3 separate regions of the Muntiacus reevesi genome follow, and all the other regions are linked to region 2. The links are chromatin contacts, called in public Hi-C maps. All regions are on one chromosome and are shown on one strand. The core of a region is the stretch at or near the end of the contact, and the rest is flanking DNA. Distances in the headings are between cores, read along the strand shown. Region 1 holds the start of AP4B1 (adaptor related protein complex 4 subunit beta 1). Region 2 holds the start of MAGI3 (membrane associated guanylate kinase, WW and PDZ domain containing 3). Region 3 holds the start of RSBN1 (round spermatid basic protein 1).

Region 1 (2,878 bases), core at 242-2,741, 470 kb after region 2:
CCACCTACTGAAATCAGAATTCCTGGATTGAATGAAATTTTTACATTTTCTTAAAAAGCATTAAAGAAGCATTAAAAAAGCATTAAAATTTTAAAAAGCATTCTTAGAAACTTCTGTACATGCTAAAGTTTGTGATACAAAGTTTGCTACAGGCAAGAGGTATATTGTCAAATTCATATATTGGAAAATCACTCTAACTGAAATGAGAGCAAGATGACCTAATACTCTGCTGTTGTTTTAGTCACTCAAGACCTGATACTTTGTTGCTCTTTAGTTGCTAAGTCATATCCGACTCTTTTTGCAACCTCATGGACTGTAGCCTGCCAGGCTCCTCTGTCCATAGGATTTTCCAAGCAAGAATCCTGGAGTCGGTTGCCATTTCCTTCTCTAGGGGATCTTCCTGACCCAGGTATGGAATTGGAGTCTCTTGCATTGGCAGCGGATTCTTTACCACTGAGTCAGCAGGGAAGCCCTGACCTACTCTTAAACTATGGTAATTCTTTTTTATAAAGAAACCAGAACAGCAGTGCCAAGTTTTTAAAAAGAGGATGGATATTTAGAACCATAAGTCCATACCACCTGACTTGAGCAGTGAAGATCAGGTGTCATCAAGACTGACTCCCACACTTGGTCAGCTGGGTGGTGACATTTATCAACACAATACAAGCAGAAGAGCAGGTCTGGGAAGGTGGAGGGAAGAAAGCAGGTGCTATTTTGCATGTCTTTGAAGACATATCCAGGCAGAAATACCAAGCAAGCAACAGGATGTGTGAGTCTGAGGATAAAAAAGGACGTCTGTACTAGATATAGATCAGCAGTACAAGGTCAAGATATGGATGAAACCACCCAACTGAGTAAAAGAAGCAAAATATGCCCCACAGGGGAGACTTAGATGTCATTCCAGAGAAGCAGAAAGACCAAACCATACAACTGCCATGCATGAAAGTTTATTAATTCTTTCTGCGCAGCCATGGGGAGAGAGGCCTGGTGGGGACGGCAATGGGGAAATTAGGGCGTTAGGTGATACCTAATCACTCGCTGGATGACACTCCGATAGCGCAGCCTATCAGCCTGAATGTGAGGATTACACAGAGCCTTCTTCAGCTCCTTCACCACGTCCTCGGAGCCAAGGTACGGCATGTTCTCCAACAGTCACGGGGCAGTTCCCACAGATCCCTAGGGAACTCGGGCTCCTTCTAGCCCTGATGTGAGGACCTGGGTAAAGGAAATGTCAGTCAGTGAAGGGACAACAGGCGCGATCTTGCCCCAGCCTTGTCTTCCCCAAGGCCCGCAACCAGGACCTAGCATACTCAACTTCAACCCTCTTGCTTCCGGGAGAGGCCCACCCGAGGCTTTGCGGTTCTATCCCGGGACCTGCAGGCTGGTTCGCTCCGCCCACAAAACTCTGCCCAACCTCTAGGTCCTCGGCCTGATTTCCAGCCCCGCAGCCCACTGTCCGTGAACCCCTCCCTCTCCAGTTCCAGCCTTTCTCGCGCCTCCACGCGGTTGCCATCACCTAGAGGCCCAATCAAGCTCTCTGCGGAAGTCCCGCCTCCTCCAGAGGGACCGCGTAGAGCGGCTGCCAATCACCCTCTCCCAGGGAGCGCCGAGCGCAGCCTGGATCCCGACCTTTGGGTGCCCTTCCCCCAACCTCTCACCTCCCGGCGCAGCCGCGCGGCTCCCTCTGGTGGAGCTGCTGCGGGCAATCGGAAGTTGGCTACTTCGGCCTGTCTCCGCCCAGCAGCGCGCGCTTTGAGTGCCGGGCTTTGGCCCCTGGTCCTGCGCGTCCGGGGGAGTGGCGCTCAGTTGGGCGCCTTCTGCGGTTTGAGATTCCACCCAAACTCCTACCAGCAAGGTCACTTCCTTCTTTCTGCCCAGTCTAGCCATTCATTCCCTCAGTGGGCTGGCTTTTCCTTACGGTCTCTAGCCCTGTTCTTGCCCCAGCATGTTTTTTTTCAGGGCGGCATGGTAGGAGCCTCACACAGGAACTCTGTTCCCATAAAGAACCCACTGGTGACTCGAACCCCGCCACCATGAATGGGGTCTTGATCCCTCATACGCCCATCGCGGTGGACTTTTGGAGCTTGCGCCGGGCTGGCTCCGCCCGACTCTTCTTCCTGACCCACATGCACTCGGACCACACCGTGGGTCTGACTAGCACCTGGACCCGGCCCCTCTACTGCTCCCCAATCACGGCTTACCTCTTGCACCGTCACCTACAGGTATGGGGGGTTGGAGTCGGCCTAGGAGAATTAGTCCTGGCATCTGGGTGGGGCCTTCCGATCTGTCAGTCCTGGAGTCATAGATTTGTGGCCTGGAGAACTGATTTTTACCAAAGCGACAGTTTTGGGGAACCCAGAAATGCATATTAAACCCAGAACAAGAGTGGTTTCCAACTGGCCGGCTTGGGATGTTTCAGCGATAAAACTGGGGAGGACTTCTAGGCCTGTCAAGGAAACTGTTCCTACCTCTAAACATAAGCTAGGCCAGTGTTTTCCCATCTTGGCTCCTAAGAATTCATCTAATGTTCTGAGTAAATAGATTCTTCAGTGCCTCCCTCCTCCCGCATTTGAATCAGTAGACATAGCTGATGCAGGTCCTGGAAATCTGGCTGGAATTTTTTTAACAGGCACCCCCCAAGGGCTTCCCTGGTGATTCAGACGGTGAAGAATCCGCCTGCAATTCGGGAGACCTGGGTTGGATCCTGGGGTCGGGAAAATCCCCTGGAGAAGGACGTGGCAACACACTCCAGTATTCTTGCCTGGATAATTCCATGGACAGAGGAACCTAGTGGGCTACAGTCCATGGGGTGGCAAAGAGTTGGCCATGACTAAGTGACTAAGCACAGCACTCCAAGGGATTATTATGGTTTGGAAAG
Region 2 (3,042 bases), core at 467-2,966:
TTCCCACACCTTGCCCATATCTTTGTAAAGTACCATGTGTTTCCTGTGGAGGCCCTGACTGATATAATGGTGTGAACAAAATTACTGCAGCTGCTGAAGCTTGGGCTAGTCTACCTGAGGTGTGGTGAGATTGTGGAGTTATTCATAGTTTAAATAAGGGCTTTCCCCAACCATTAAAGGAAGACAGGAGACTATATAAATGCCTTACTGCAAAAGTGAAAGTATCCTAGCTCAGAGGAAACACTTTCCACCTGAGGACAAGGTGACCTGGAAGAGATGGCATTTGGGCTGAGAATGGATAGAATTGTTTTAAATACAAAGACAGGGGAGAGTGTGAGCCAAATCAGGGAGGAGAGAAAGCTTAAGAAGAGGTTGTGAAAAATTAGTGCTGGACGGGCCTAACATGTCCTTTATTCACTATTAGTTCTCTCTCCACATCCTTTACAGGTGAGTGAACTTGAAACTGAGATTTGGCCAAGGTCAGATAGCAAGTAAGCAGCATGCCAGGATGCCAGCCCGGGTTTGCTGTGGTTCCTAATCCACATTACAGCCCATCTTCCTTCCCCCCACCCCTACCCCCCGCCCTGCCCCACCCCTCCGCCTCCTCCCCCTCCCACCCCCAGCAGTCTCTCCTACTAGACTGTGATCTCCTAGAGAACAGGACTTGCGTTTTCCTCACTCTTGAATCCCAGTATTCTAGCAGTGTCTGACATAAAATCGTCCTCCTTTTCATCAGCAACTAAATGGTAAGAAGTACCTACTCCGTGCCAGGCCCTATACTGATATTTTATAGGTACCTCATGTAATCTTTACAACAACTTCAGTTCAGTCGCTCAGTCGTGTCCGACTCTTAGCGACCCCACGGACTGCAGCACGCCAGGCTTCCCTGTCCATCACCAACTCCTGGAGCTTGCTCAAACTCATGTACAACAACTTGGGAGGGTATAATTATCTCCACTTATCAGTCGAAGATGCTGTGGCTCAGAGAGGTTGTCCAATTTGAGGTCACACAGCGGTATGCAGGACTCTGTTTTACCTTCCATCAACCAGACTCCGGAGTCTTTGCCTCAAAGGATAACTTTTGCTGAAGAAATGAACGAACGAGAAACGTTGACTCTGAAGAAATGAACGAACGAGAAACGTTGACTCACTTTAAGTGGTCGGCTGTAACTGGCTACCCCGAGGCTCTGCCACCTCTGTCCTCGGACTCAGCATGACGCCTGCCCTCCAAAGTACCCCAGCTAGTCTCAGTACCCCGTGAAGATAGGCGCCCAGGCTCCGCCCCTACTCCACCTAGCCCGCCAGCCATGCCTCCACCTCGGGCAGTTCGGCAGCTCTTTTATCCGAGTTTTCCCTTTGCTCCGGCCGCCGCACCGAGGGCCTCTCTCAGCCCTGCGTTCTGGAGCCTGTCCCACTCCCCTGCCCCTCCTTCTCGCCCTCCCTGACTCCTCAAACTTTCTTCCACCCTCTTTAAACTTCAGTCATCCTAGTGCCCGCCTCCTTCACTTTCATTAGCCAATCGGTGGTTAGAGTTCTCGTCGGGGATCCGCCCCCTTTCCTCCGAGGGCCAATCCCCAGCGAGAGTGTCGAGTGCTTGGGCTCTTTCCCAAGCGCCTGGCCCGTGACGGCAGCGCGCCGGGCGCCGCGCGGCGGGAGGGGGCGGGGCTCTGGATGAGGGATGGGCGAGGGCGGGGGGAAGGGAAGAGGGAGGAGGAGGAGGTTGCGGCGGGTTTGAAAGCGGCAGTTTCCTGGCAGCTTGGGCAGGCGTTGGTCTCCGCGATCCAGCTCCGCAGCGGCCACGATCGATCCTGCGACGGGTCAACGCGCGCTTCTGCGCGCCCCCGACGGATTTTTCCCGGTTCCGGCTCTCCCGCTTCACCTCCCCGCCCCCCTGCTTCTGCCTTTCCCGCCGCTCCCGCGCGGAGCCCGGGGGCCAGCCGTCGGCTGTGACCCCGCCCGAAACCCCTCCGGAGCCGCCCGGGGACAATCCCCTTCTCCTTTCTTCAGCCTAACCCGGGTGGCCCTCGCGGAGCCCGGTCAGACCCGGAGATCGCCGCCGGGAGAGGTGTCCGAGGGGCGTCTCGGGGTTCGGAGCGGCCCGGCCCCCGGCGGGCTGTGGTCGGCGAGGGGGACGCCGGAGCTGCGAGGCCCCCCTCGCCGGGCTGCGCGGGCCGCCCGGGGCCCCCAGGCTGAGAGGGGGCCAGAGCGGCGCCCCCGCCGCCCGCGCGGGGTCTCCCCCATGGTGCAGCGGGGTTCGTGATGTCGAAGACGTTGAAGAAGAAGAAGCACTGGCTCAGCAAGGTGCAGGAGTGCGCGGTGTCCTGGGCCGGGGCCCCGGGCGACTTGGGCGCCGAGATCCGGGGAGGTGCGGAGCGCGGTGAGTTCCCCTACCTGGGGCGGCTCCGCGAAGAGCCCGGCGGGGGCACCTGCTGCGTCGTCTCGGGCAAGGCGCCCAGCCCCGGAGATGTGCTGCTGGAGGTGAACGGGACGCCTGTCAGCGGGCTCACCAACCGGGACACCCTGGCTGTCATCCGCCACTTCCGCGAGCCCATCCGTCTCAAGACTGTGAAGCCAGGTACGCCGGCCCCTTCTTTCTGTCGCGGAGTGGGGGGAGTCCGCGGTGGGCGTCTGGGGCGCGGCAGCCCCACCCCACCGCTTGTCATCAAGGGTAATCCTGAACCTCCAGGGTGTGCCGGACTCCCTGTCAATGGGGAGGGCTGGCGGTGCTGATTCCCATTTTGCGGGTAGGAAAACTGAGCTCTGGCTTGGGCGGGCTACCCTGTTAGCTGTCACAGGATTGCCACCAGAAGCTGGGTTTTCTTAGTTCGTAGCTCCATCTCCCGCCGCAGTGTTTGACTAGAGAAAAACCAGCGTTTTTCTGTTCTCCTTTGTGGAAGAGGTCCTCCGGATTGTTGCATATTCTTTGGAACAGTCTTAATGCATTTTCTTATAGAGGAAAAGATCTTTATTACTAAGGCACTTGGTGCCAAGGTTACCACCTAGTGTACCTGAGAGAGCGTAGCTGCTTCAGTGTTCCTTGTA
Region 3 (2,819 bases), core at 82-2,581, 370 kb after region 2:
TCCACTTTTCAGAGGCTCGGCTGGTCCTATTTTCCAGGATCAAAGAGGAGAGAAAACCCTTTCCTGAAAATTAAATATGATTTTTACCTACACATAAAAAAAAAAAAGAGATAAACTATTTTATTTGATATCTCATCTTTCAGAAGCTAAGGCAACCTAGAAGCTAAGTCGAGCTAATTAATCTCGGTAAAAATTCAAACTCCTTAATAGCCCCAAACCATACTCGTTAATATTGTGGAGCTTTCCATCAAGAAAAACAGGGAAGGGGGGGCATTTTAGCGACAAGCCTTTACTTTAGACAGTTTTTAATACCCCACTTACTATCTATCCCATGCCAAGGATCGCGCGGCGCGGAAACCCTGGCGATTTTGAAAACAAACGTCGGTAAAGGCTCCGGGAGGGGGGAATGGTAAGGGGGTTAGTAACTGACAGCTCGGCCTCGAAGCAAGAAGCTTCAAGTAGGTCAGACGGTTCGAAATCCAGGGTCCACCCCAGTGGGCTTAGGGGAGGAGAGCAGCAGGAGGTAAGCGGAGGGCAGGCGTCTCTCAGGATTAAAGGGGCGGGATATCGCAACAGAGAGAGACCCAGATAGAGCCCGAGCTCGGGGCAGTTCGGCTGTTCTCACCTCTCTTGGGGGCCTTGAGCAGAGGCACCCCTCCTGTCCTCTCGCCGTTTTCCTGCTTGTCCTTGCGCTTGAGCTCTCCCGGAGCGCAGGGGCCGGGGTCACCATCAGAGCCGCGGTGGTGATGGTGCTTGTGCCGCTCCTTGTGGCCCTTATGCTTGGGCCCGGCTGCGCTCACCGTCAGGGGCGAGAAGGTGAAGAGGGCCGAGGTGCCCGGGGCCGGGAGCGGGGCAGCGACAGCGGGCCCGGCGGGTGCCAGCGAAGGTGGCGGCGGAGGCGGCAGGAGCAGAGGCTCAACAGGGCCTGGGACGGTTGGGGCTGCATTCGTTGGCGGCAGCGGCCCGGGATGTTGGCGGCTGCGACGCCGCCGGTGAGGGGGAGCGAGAGGGGGGTCCTGGCTCGGCCGCCCCCGCTTCTCCTGAGACCCCCCGCTGCTCGCTCGGCGCTGCCGCTTCACTCCCCGCGGCGAGACCCCAGCGTGGGGTTTCTCCTTCGCGTCTTTGTCCGCCTCCTCCTGCGCCGCCACCGCCCGTACTACGCGCACCGCTCCGACCTGCGCAGCCATTTCACCCACAAACACACATTTAAATGGCCCGACCGCCCCCCCGTCCGCGTATCGCGCAAGCGCCGCCCGCGCACGGCCCGCTGGGCATTGGAGTCTCTCCCCCACCCTCCACTTCTCGGCCATTCTTCGTCCAGAGCTGAACATGCCGGAAGTGGCACTTCCCGGCGCTTCTCCGCAGGCCCCTCCGACCGAGCTCTATTGTAAAGCACCCAAGGCCGCGCAGAGCCTCACGGGAGCGGTAGTTCCCCGCGCCCCCGCCGCGTCGCTGGCTCGTCGAGCCGAGGAGCAGAAAGAGAGCGTGCGCCGAGTCACGCTTCGGGCTGCGACGCAACCGCCGCTGGGCGGAGAGTTGCCGCCAACCGCCTTAACGGCCGAAACAATGTTAATAGATTTCGAAGTCTGTCGGCGCGTTCCCATTATCGTCTCCGTGTGCCCCTTCGTCATTTTACACGGAGTAGGTGGTCTCCATAGTTTCTTTTCTGTTCGCTATTCCTCTCATAACCTTTGTGAGGTAAAAGAATCTCCGGCCTTTTACAACCCTGGACAAGCGATGAGATGCAGAGGAAAAGGGAACGTAGTAACATAGCAAATGAGGGCAGTTTTGCTTTAAGGTAGAATGGAGCTGCAAATCAGACATTTCTGAACCTCTTCCTGGGCAGTAATTGCTATGGTTACAAGCACAGGCGCGACAAGGCAGGTGCAAGAATTGCCTGAGAGCCTGCTGCGCGCCGCCCACCTCTCCGACGAGTCGCAGCCCCTCTAGTGCCTGGAAAGGTAGAGTCTATCCATTATTTTAAATCCATTCCTGCAGTTGCGGAAAAATTCCAGATGGAAAAGTATGTTTTGAAATTTCTTAAGATTTTTTCAAATTGTAAATATACGGCTGCATAAATTTGAGAAGTGTGTCTACCATAGCCTACTCCAGAAATCATACTACTCACCAAGTTTTCTGCCCGGAAATGTATTTACAGTTTGATCGTCACGTTACAATTTTACCGCCTCGATAAAGATATTTGGAAGTAATTGATTACAATAAACTACTCAAGATAAAATCACTGTGGTTTGATACCACTAGTATCAAGAAGTATTCAGATCAGTGAACACTATGAAGTTAGTTTAAAAACCAGAAAGTTTATTGAGCACCTCTTGTATACAGTACACTATACAATAAAAAGGTAATATTTCATCTGATGTGTGTCTTCATTGGGATTCCTAGTGAACAATATTGAAGAACAAATGTCTATTTCATTTTCATAAAGTTATAAATTTTTAAGTGAAATCATTATTAGTCAAGGGGAATCCTTTGTAATAATCACCCACTAACTTGTTTGTTATATACCTACTGAGATTTGAAAGATCAACTTTCTTAAGGCAAATCCATATTAATATAGAAAAAATTTTAACTAGTAGTACCTCTGGTTAGTTGGATATAAGTTGTATATGTTTTACAGGACCTTTAAAATGAAAAAATGCTACTGTATAAACAAAGCATGTTTATACAGCTACTGTGTTGTTTTGTTTTGTCTTTATTTATTTTTGATTGAAGGATAATTGCTTTACAATATTGTCTTTGTTTCTTCCCTACATGAATCAGCCATAGGTAAGCATGGTCACTTCCCACTTGAACCTCCC

What was found. A called contact is a pair of places that touch in the nucleus more often than the background predicts.
Region 1: a Hi-C map of blood shows a contact between it and region 2, with 2.9 times the contacts expected there. The contact joins the promoter of AP4B1 here to the promoter of MAGI3 in region 2. A contact is called at or near these places in 2 of 3 Hi-C or Micro-C datasets (blood and muscle).
Region 3: a contact with region 2 is called in a Hi-C map of blood, with 5 times the contacts expected there. The contact joins the promoter of RSBN1 here to the promoter of MAGI3 in region 2. A contact is called at or near these places in 2 of 3 Hi-C or Micro-C datasets (blood and muscle).

What each region holds. Positions count from the first base shown.
Region 1 is chr1:91,636,152-91,639,029 of mMunRee1.1, reverse strand. It overlaps AP4B1 (adaptor related protein complex 4 subunit beta 1), which reads right to left and starts at 1,491. Exons shown (of 11, transcript XM_065906721.1): 1 at 1,302-1,491; 2 at 1,028-1,215. The coding sequence starts at 1,140. DCLRE1B (DNA cross-link repair 1B) reads left to right here and starts at 1,794. Exons shown (of 4, transcript XM_065906680.1): 1 at 1,794-2,222. The coding sequence starts at 2,034.
Region 2 is chr1:92,103,807-92,106,848 of mMunRee1.1, reverse strand. It overlaps MAGI3 (membrane associated guanylate kinase, WW and PDZ domain containing 3), which reads left to right and starts at 1,716. Exons shown (of 21, transcript XM_065906784.1): 1 at 1,716-2,575. The coding sequence starts at 2,260. LOC136162791 (a long non-coding RNA gene) reads right to left here and starts at 1,436. Exons shown (of 3, transcript XR_010662169.1): 1 at 1,318-1,436; 2 at 798-1,116.
Region 3 is chr1:91,729,390-91,732,208 of mMunRee1.1, reverse strand. It overlaps RSBN1 (round spermatid basic protein 1), which reads right to left and starts at 1,331. Exons shown (of 7, transcript XM_065906741.1): 1 at 626-1,331. The coding sequence starts at 1,331. It overlaps PTPN22 (protein tyrosine phosphatase non-receptor type 22), which reads right to left. Exons shown (of 21, transcript XM_065906692.1): 21 at 2,387-2,819.